Linked DNA regions of Mus musculus: region 1 is linked to region 2. A link is a contact called in public promoter capture Hi-C data. All regions are on one chromosome and are shown on one strand. Each heading gives the region's core, a stretch centred on a gene start, on an enhancer-like site or on the middle of the called end of the contact. The rest is flanking DNA. Distances are from core to core; before and after follow the strand shown.

Region 1 (4,540 bases), core at 1,597-4,096, 850 kb after region 2:
TTATGGTTCTTGGAAACAGATAAATCTTACCTATCACTTTTGATTCTCAAGGTCAGTGGCCATATACTCAAGAACAATAATACTCACAGATATAATATTAAGAAGTATGAAAACAAACAGGTATTCAGAAGGAAATAAGTGGAAAACTCATCATCAGGAACTCCACAAGAAAAATGACACTTAGCATTCTACCTAGTTACCATCTCATTAATTCCTTCATGTTTCATGGCTAAATACACACACAAAATGCAAGAAAACATATTATAATGAGTTTTAAATGTATTAATTCTAGTGTAAATAATATGAGCATATATAAACATCAATTTCTTCATATTTCTGATGGTAGAGTTTGTCTAGGATAATAGGAACAAGAAAGACTGGAGTTATTTTTGAAAAGCTTACCTTCATTAATTAGGAGAAAAGTATCTAATTAGTCAGCTCCAATTTTTAAAAATTGAATGGCAGGCACCTGTCAGCAAGTACATGAAGTATTGCAACAAATTTTGCAAAACTGTACCATGTCTGTCCAAAGGCATTTAGGATCCTTTAAAGAGGCGCATACATGTTCAATTCATATGCCATTTAATTTTGTTTTAAAATGATTGCTGAAACTGTTCTAATTTTATCAGCACCTTCTCCTTTGAAATGAATTTCTTTATGCAACATGAGTGACATTAACTGAACTAATAAAAAACACTGATGACAGTACTCTCTTGATTAGTAAAACTTTTAAAAGGTCATTTAGGCAGGCATTCAGAGAAAAGGTTTTGGCTATAGGCTCTGCTGCTCCTGAATCAAGAAGATGAAAATGCACAAGTTAAGAAACTATCATAAAGAAATGATTCATAGAAAACAAAAAAAAATCTTTTCAATGTATAAATCATTTGTTTAAATCAGAAAAACTCCTGAGTTGGTTGACAAATTGGGCATAGTCCTGAGTCACTCATGAGTAACTGAAGCAGAGTATTCTTAAACCTTAGGCTGATCATGGGGCATGGATTCCTCTCATCAGGGCCCACTTCTATCTACATCACAGAAATTCCTCTGGCCCAGAACTCCATGCATACTATTATCATGTGTTTTTACTTACTACTATATGAATAAAAATACAAATAGTGTGATGGCAGTTGAGCTAAGGATAGGCTCCTAATCAAGCTTCATTTCTGCTTTTGGCATCCCTGTGTTCTTATCTGTACACAGAACATGTAAATAATCTTGTGCTCTGTTTTCCTGGAGTTTTTCTCAATATTCTGCCTACCATCATCCAGTCTCTCAACTCACCTTAGTGATACTCGTTTAACCAATTGTTGCAGTCTTCCTCTTCCTGGTACCTGTTGCATCCTACTTCACCATCTGGTATGCCTGAATTGCTGTACTGAAGTTTGGGTGTGTAAGGTGGTTTGAATGAGAATGACCCCCCATAGAATCATATATTTAAGTACTTGGTCCCCATTTAGTGAAACAGTTTGGGAAGGAATAGGAGGTGTGACCATTTTGGAGGAGGTGTGGCCATGTTAGAGGAGGTGTGTCACTGAGGGTGGACTTTGAGGTTTGAAAAGCCCAGCCATTCCAAGTTAGCTCTTTCTGCCTTACAGTAGTGTCTCTAGATTTGAGCTCTCAAAATTTCTCTGGTCCCATACTTCCCTATCTGCATGCTGTCATGATCCCTACCACGATGACTATGATGGTCATGACTTTAGCTCTCTAAAGCCACTCACTCCAAATTAAAAGTAAATGTTTTATAACTTGCCTTGGCTATGGTGTTTTAATGACAGCAATAGAAAGTAAGGCAGTGTAAGAAAGCGGGAGTGGGTGGGTTGGGAAGGAGGACTGGGGGAGGGTATAGGGGAAACTAGGAAAGGGGATAGCATTTGAAATGTAAATGAAGAAAATAGCTAATAAAAAATAATAGAATCAAAAAAAAGAAAAGAAAAGAAAAAAGAAAGTAAGGCAGTGTAATATGCCTCATTCTTTTAGTTTGTTATTCCCTTAGAAGGGAATATATATGTATTTTCATAAAGCACGAATCATTCTGGAACCTAAAGCAAGCAGATGTAACAGAAAATGAAGAAAACACTAATTTCTGAGCAACAGTGTCTGGCAGAGGCAGTGTTTTCTTTAAATGTAACACATTGCACAACAATGAGTAAAACACAGTCAAATAGCCTATTTACCGCTTGCTGCCTTTAAGAAAACAGACAAGTCACAGATTTGTCAGCACAGATGTTGCCACCCATTTATTTGCAATGCTAGCCTTAAAGTTATGTTCCAAAACAATATCTTTGTCCTTCAGCAATTACTCACTACATCAGAACACACATATCCTGCTCAATGCACAAGACCAGTGATGCAGGACAAGCAAGAACAACAGGCACAAAGACCTGCAACCGTTGATATTACCATCAAAAAACGTGATTGATGCTTATATTTAAGGGCTTTCTTCACTGTCTCATTTGACTGTTCAACATAGTCCTGGGTGTGCAAAATGTTGTACTCAATGCTATCCAGCAGCTCTTGCTGTTCTGAGATAAATGTTTCTACTTGGAAGAAGATGGTACGCAATTCACTGATCTGGCACTCCAGGTCCAGCAGCTGCTGGTTGCGTACTTCAGCCAAAGCCAGGCCCTGCTTAGCCTTCAAAACATCTAGATCACGACCCACAATTTGAGGAGGCACAGGGTTAGCCACCAGTTTCTCCAGGTCCTCTTCCTGGAGCTTCACCCCAGCTAGTTCAGCCTGTCTCACCATCTTCTCCTTCAGCCTGACCATATTCTGAGTCTCACAGGCATAGTGGTGGCTGATGATGCCACGGTAGTGACTAAGGAGAAAAGAGAGCTGGCTCTGACGAATGCGGTGCTCAGCCCTCCAGTACTTACAGTCTGTGGCCAATTCATGCTGCATGGCGCTTAGCTGAGGCTGAATGATTCGGGCTTGGCTCGCAAAGGAGGCCTTTATGATGTTCAATTCGTTCTTCTCCTTGAACACACCCTCCTCTGTGGTACAACACAGGACACCTTGCTGCTTCTCGTCTATTAACCGAGACAGCCCTGCTAACTCTGTCAGTGCCAGAGACAGCTCAGCCACTTCCTGTAAAAACTCTTCTATAGAGTTTGTTTCAGTCTTTTCAAAAGCATGGTTGTCAAACATCAAGGTGTCATCCAACTCCGAAGAGACTCTTCTGTGGTAAACGTGATTCTTCAGTTCCTCTAATCTGTCCTTCATCTTTGACTCCAGCTGCTTGCCATATCCGTACTTCAAGGACTACAGAGGGAGATGTATTCATCAGCTTTGTCTGGTGGTATAGGAAGTCAGGGACAGCTCAGTTTTGCGTCAGTAGAAGCTATTAAAAATCTTTCCTTCCCAGGCAAGCAAACAATGACAAAGCCAACAGGTCACTGAACTGTTTATTCAGGATGAGGAGTGTCAGGTGGTAAAGCACACAGGCAGGACTAGACCAACTAAATTGTAAAATGGGCTAGACACTTGCCTGATTTGTCAAGATCTCTGAGGCAAGAGTATACATGAGCTTTGAGCCAAGAGGTAACAAAGTAAAAGGCTGGAGTCTGAATAGCCCCTGGATGCAATGCTGTTGGCTTCAAGGAAGGTAAGCAAGTTGGCAGAAAACACTAATGACTACAGACTTCTTAAGATTGAGAACAAACACACTTATAAACAGAAACACAGAGACCAAATAGTGTTTTGTTTTGCTTTTTTTTTTATTTCTAATGTTAGTATCCAATTTTTAAAAAATAGCTTCAGGAAAATTCTATGGCAAACATAAACATCTGCTCACTAGTAAAGGGAAGGAAAAAAAGGAGTATAGTTTTCCAGATTTCAGACCTGCTTCATTTAATAATAACCTCTCCATCTATTGTTATTGTACACCAGTGACTGGAATTCATTATCTGCAATTAAAACCTGCCTGCTATCTTTCTTTTTTTTTTTTTCCATTTTTTATTAGGTATTTAACTCATTTACATTTCCAATGCTATACCAAAAGTCCCCCATATCCACCCACCCCCACTCCCCTGCCCACCCACTCCCCCTTTTTGGCCCTGGTATTCCCCTGTACTGGGGCATATAAAGTTTGCAAGTCCAATGGGCCTCTCTTTCCAGTGATGGCCGACTAGGCCATCTTTTGATATATATGCAGCTAGAGTCAAGAGCTCCGGGGTACTGGTTAGCTCATAATGTTGTTCCACCTATAGGGTTGCAGATCCCTTTAGCTCCTTGGCTACTTTCTCTAGCTCCTCCATTGGGAGCCCTATGATCCATCCATTAGCTGACTGTGAGCATCCACTTCTGTGTTTGCTGGGCCCCGGAGTCTCTACATATCACTCATTAAACTTCTTCACAAAATTTAATGAAGCAAATATATTTTTACAGTATTTTTGAATATCATATATATTTTTCCAATTTTTATTAGGTATTTTCTTCATTTACATTTCAAATGCTATCCCGAAAGTCCCCTATACCCTCCCCCCTGCCCCCTACCCACCCACTCGCACCTCTTAGCCCTGGTGTTCCCCTGTACTGGGGC
Region 2 (4,832 bases), core at 992-3,491:
TATTAATTTTTTAAGAAGTATTATACAATATAGTGTTTTGGACCTGACTTAGCTATAGTAAATACACAACAAGAACACCCAGAAGTTATGGTTAGCTGTACACTACCTAGACAAGTTCAAGCCCATTAAAATCCAAGCACTGATAAAAGAGGAGAAGGACTACTCAGGCCCCACCTCTAGCTGAGGAGGTACTAGCAACTGAGGCTATTGCAGTTGGGGGAAATCACTTTTCTTCAAATGGTTGCCCATGCCTGAGTGGACGTGGACGAGCCTACAGCCATGTAAATAGGAGCAGCACTTGACTGGACTCTGGGAGTTAGAAAATGAACATGTTAAAACTTTTCATTGAAAAAACAGTAACAGCCAGCCGGGCGTGGTGGCGCATGCCTTTAATCCCAGCACTTGGGAGGCAGAGGCAGGTGGCCAGCCTGGTCTACAAAGTGAGTTCCAGGACAGCCAGAACTGCACAGAGAAACCTTGTCTCAAAAACAAAGAAACAAACAAACAAAACCAAAAATGAAAGAAAGAAAGAAAAAATAGTAACTACATATTTTGTTACTGGGAATACAAGGCAGGCTAGACAAAGTAAAAATAGCCTGCTTCCATATTTTCAGAACATGAAATAAAAGCTTTTGAAGCTACTGCCTCTAATCCTTTCAAATTTTCTAGGAAAAAAAAAGAGAGCTAATAATTTTAAAGCTCTTCAAATCTCTAATACTTCAGATTATGTTCAAAAATACAATTCAGTAGGCACTACCATTTCTTTTTACTTTAAAAATGCCTTTCTAGGGTTGAAAGGTGAGACAATATGCTTCCCAAATGAGTCAAGTGGGTGACAGAGGATGAACACCATGCCTTAATTCAGAAAACTGTTGTTTCAAGGAACTTGGGAAATAAAACTGATATTTTGACTCAGAGTTCAATAAAGTGCTTGTCACTTTATGCTAATATTAAAACTATACTACAGTCACTATTTTTTTTTACATGCAGTAGAAACAGGACCTCTCTTGGTCATCTTTTCATGATCTGCACCTTTCCTCCAGGCTAGCACTTTAATGTACAGCATATCCTGACTAGTGCTGCAAGATTTACTGGATGACATAAAATTGAACCCATCAAAAAACCATTTTTACCTGTACTTCAGGCTTATAGACTAATAGCGCCAAAAGAGCTTAACACGAGCTACAGAACAGTTACCATAACCCATGGTTTATCTTTTTGCTATCTTGGAGTTGAAGAAAAAGCAATTTATTTTATTTTTCTCTAAAGCCAACCCCTGGAAGGAGCAAAAATTACAGCAACATGGAGCTTCTGTGATGGAATTTAAGTAGTGAAAAAGAAAAAGAAAGCCAAATTGTGTTCATGACGTCACCAGGAAGCTTTATTCTTAGCCCCTACTAATTGCCCAAGTGGCCAGACAGGTTTGGCTGATGGACTTTATGGCTTCAGGAATAACCTGAATTTCCTCAAGTGTTAAATTAGAATGCAGCGGGAACAGAAAGCGAGCACAGTTAGTTCGGAGGGTTCGTAGCAATCGCTCAACCTCATCACCAGTCACCTGCAGTCATTAAAGGGCAGTTCGCCAAAAGCAGTTTGTCCACGTACGCTTTGAGAACCTACACCTCCGCCTGGAGCCATAGGCAAACTCCAGTCGCCTCCCCTAGGTCCTGGCACCATTCCCTGTCAATTTCAAAGAGGCCAAAAATTCACTGATAAGGCAGGTGACAGAAATCCTCAACAAGGGGCGGTACGGGCTCAATTATCTCTGTCTGTCCACTGGCTCCTCTGACCCTCCCCACATTCGAGGATGGCAGCGGAGGCGGAGGCGGCGGCCGCAGCGAGGAGGAGGGTGAAAAATAAAAAAAATAAAAAAAAGGCCAACCCCAGGCCGCTGGAGCCTACCCATCCGCATCACAGCTCCCTCGCCCCACGTGCGGGCCCAAAGGGTCAAGCCCCTGGGCGTGTCCCCAGCACCCCTGCCTTCGCCCCCCCCTCCCCAGCCCCCAAGGCCCTGGTAGCATCTTGACCAACAGAAAGGATACTCTCCATGTTCGACATGATCTCTCGAGTTCACCGGGCGGGAGGAGGGGGAGGGGCAGGTAACACGCGGGACAGGGGCTGGACCCGCGAGTTGTGGGTCGCTTGGGCGCGCGGAGGGTGGCGGTTGTAGCGGGTTTCGAGGGATCCTAGCCCACTTCCTGTTTCGGTTTAGAACCCGTGGTGGGTGGAGTCCCACGAGCTAGAGAGGCGGGACTGGGACGACGCCAACATGGCTGCAGTGAGTCGCTTCGGTTAGGATGGCTCTGGTCGCTTGGGGGCGGTGGAGTCCGAGAGCTGAAGCTTAGGTCCCTCCCACTTAGATGCTTCACGTGCGCTCAGGATAACTGCGCTAAACCTGGTCCGGCATCCCACCGGACTTCTAGTTCTTTCTTTTGTCAACCTGGACGCCGCTTAGCCTTCCGCCCACCTCGTACCTCAGATTTCACACAGTCCTGGTCGTCCCTCATCCCTTTCTCTCAGAGCTTAAGTCTTAAAGGGTGAAGACAAAGGTATAGGACTTTTAAAGTACTTTTTAAAAATTCTGACAGTGTAAAAGAACGGCTCGAGGGGTTAGTGTGGTGGGTAATGTTGAGGTTTTTTAAACAATCTTGAACCTTAGAGTTGTAGGGTTGAAGGGGAAGGAGGAAAAGTCCGGCTCTACTTGAGAGGTAATGTTGCTTCGAAATTTTTTCTCATATTAGTTGGTTTAATTTTATTTTTCTTAAGCACAGCTGATGTATGGTCTAAAATTAATATAAAATCTCTATAATGGGTGGGAGCAGTAATGGGGGTGGTCGTAGATAGAGCTTGGCGTATTTTACGTTCCTTTGACTTTCAGAAATGTCCAGAGGTGGATTTATTAGAAGCACTCTCTGGACTTAGGAAAAGAGGGAATTTTAAGCAGATTTGTGGCATTTCAATTTTAGTGTCATAGAAATTACATATATTACTCTGAAAGTTAGTGTAATTGTCGTAATTGCTAAATCTCAGAAGTTTGTCATTTACCTCATTCTTAAATTCAACCTGTGGAATTATGTGCACAATGCCATACACTTTTTATCCTTAGGATTATTTCTTTTTTTTTTTTTTAACAAAACTGGCTTTAAAAGTGAATATTTTATTATTTTGTGTTAATGATAGTTGGTAAAAAGCTTCAGACTGTTTTCTAACTGTCCGTGTTTCATTAAAAGAAAAAGAGAACCCTTGCTCAATACAAAGTTCTGGGAAGTACAGTCTAGAAATCATTTCAATAGGCAGAACCGTGTAAAGGTTATTTTTAGGTTTGCATCTCACTTTATAGTTGGAGAACAAGACTTATGAAACTGAAAGCTTTGGAAATTTCATCAGTTCTCTGTGTGCCTTAAACAGTTGCCTTCATTGCTGGAAAACTACCTTTGGGGGTTAAAGGTAAAGATATCTGTCTGGAAAGACTTTCCCTTAGCACTTACTATTTTTAACATCATTCCTTCAGTAAAACCATAAATACTAGAACAACCTACCAAAACTTAAACATATGTGAGTTTTAAAATGCTGTTGTTAGAGTTATAGGTATGCAATGTATAAAAATAAACGTTAAATTAAAATTTTTTTCAAACGATAAACTTTTTCAAGAAGTATCTCTTTTATAAGGTCCTTGTTTATAGAGAGTGTTTGCTGCTGCTGTCTGTCTTAAGTAAAAAACAAAACAAAACTGTTATCGTCTGTACTAAACACCTAGAAGGTATTTTACGTTTATGAGGTCTTTTATGTTTTAAATCCCAAAGTTAACTTCATATTTTCTTGACTATCTGATTTTAATCATGGTCAGTTTTATAATTGAGTCAGTTACATGAATAAGTATTTTAAGTGAAAATATTTATAAAATAATCTTTAGATCCTAGACACTAAATATTAATATTTGTTTTGACTGCTTTGTGACAATGCTTTTGTGGCTTTTTAGCAAAATTTACTAAAGTGACTAGAAAATGTAATGGTTTATTGAAACTAAGCTCCATTGCAGGAAAGAATAGGAATGCACCAGGAATGGGAATAGTGTATCTCTTTATAATTTTTCTCAGATTTCCTGTTCTTGTTATAACATCAGGTGGATAATCTGAACTTCTTTAAATTATGATAAAATAAATTCAGAGATGGACCCAAAGGTCAATATTTTTCCTCTATTTACATAGTATAATTGGATATTCAAGTATATAATAATAAATTCTTTATTGAATTAATACCTTAGTTGAGAAGAAATTGAACTGTTTATAAAGGATCTCATAATTACTTCATATAGTAGTTCATATTCTGTAGTAACCTTAGCAGGTATTGTTGACATCTTTACCCATAAGAAAATAGTGACAAAAATAATAAGAACAACAACCAAAGCTTTTAAAAGATGATTTGCATAAGCATGTTTTGAACAAATAGCCTTGTTACAACCTGGTCTCCTAGGTTTCTAATGCACTTCTTTTGAATATGTACAACAGGCTAGCTGTACAGGAGTTCAGGAGAAACAAATTGTCTTAACTGGTGTGCAATCTTTACAGCTTCTCTATGGAGAAATAACTTCTGTTTTGGAAATGCTAGAGAAGTATAAAGTGAGAAGCGTTCTAGTTCGTAATAGGAAAAACTTTTTGTTCTGCCATTTCAGATTTCATTTGCAAATTGTACTAGCAAAGAACTATTCAAGTAACTGATGGAAGAGATTAGAGGAGCTACTGAAGAGATAAAGGTCTATTTGCTAAGGCAAATAGAGGAGCAGATGAAAAATAGTTTAAACAGAAGCAATATGTTCAGGTGTGGTGTCCCAG

Evidence for each region. Promoter capture Hi-C pulls out the DNA fragments that hold promoters and counts their contacts.
Region 1: a contact with region 2 is called in a promoter capture Hi-C map of liver, with 5 times the contacts expected there. The contact joins the enhancer-like site here to the promoter of 2610002M06Rik in region 2. A contact is called at or near these places in 4 of 39 promoter capture datasets (the C10 cell line, hippocampal neurons and liver) and 1 of 115 datasets of contacts at active chromatin or transcription factors (stem cell-derived neural progenitor cells).

The regions. Positions count from the first base shown.
Region 1 is chrX:108,661,670-108,666,209 of GRCm38.p6, forward strand. It overlaps the pseudogene Gm379. Among named protein-coding and RNA genes, the nearest start is that of Brwd3, 170 kb to the right of the region's middle. Within about 2 kb of position 2,847, at least 18 of the 459 cell types and tissues checked have an H3K27ac peak or open chromatin away from gene starts, as enhancers often do. A contact at or near this core is called in liver, where this site is marked.
Region 2 is chrX:107,814,093-107,818,924 of GRCm38.p6, forward strand. It overlaps 2610002M06Rik (RIKEN cDNA 2610002M06 gene), which reads right to left and starts at 2,242. Exons shown (of 8, transcript NM_025921.3): 1 at 2,043-2,242. The coding sequence starts at 2,058. It overlaps Tent5d (terminal nucleotidyltransferase 5D), which reads left to right and starts at 2,385. Exons shown (of 6, transcript NM_001163104.2): 1 at 2,385-2,549.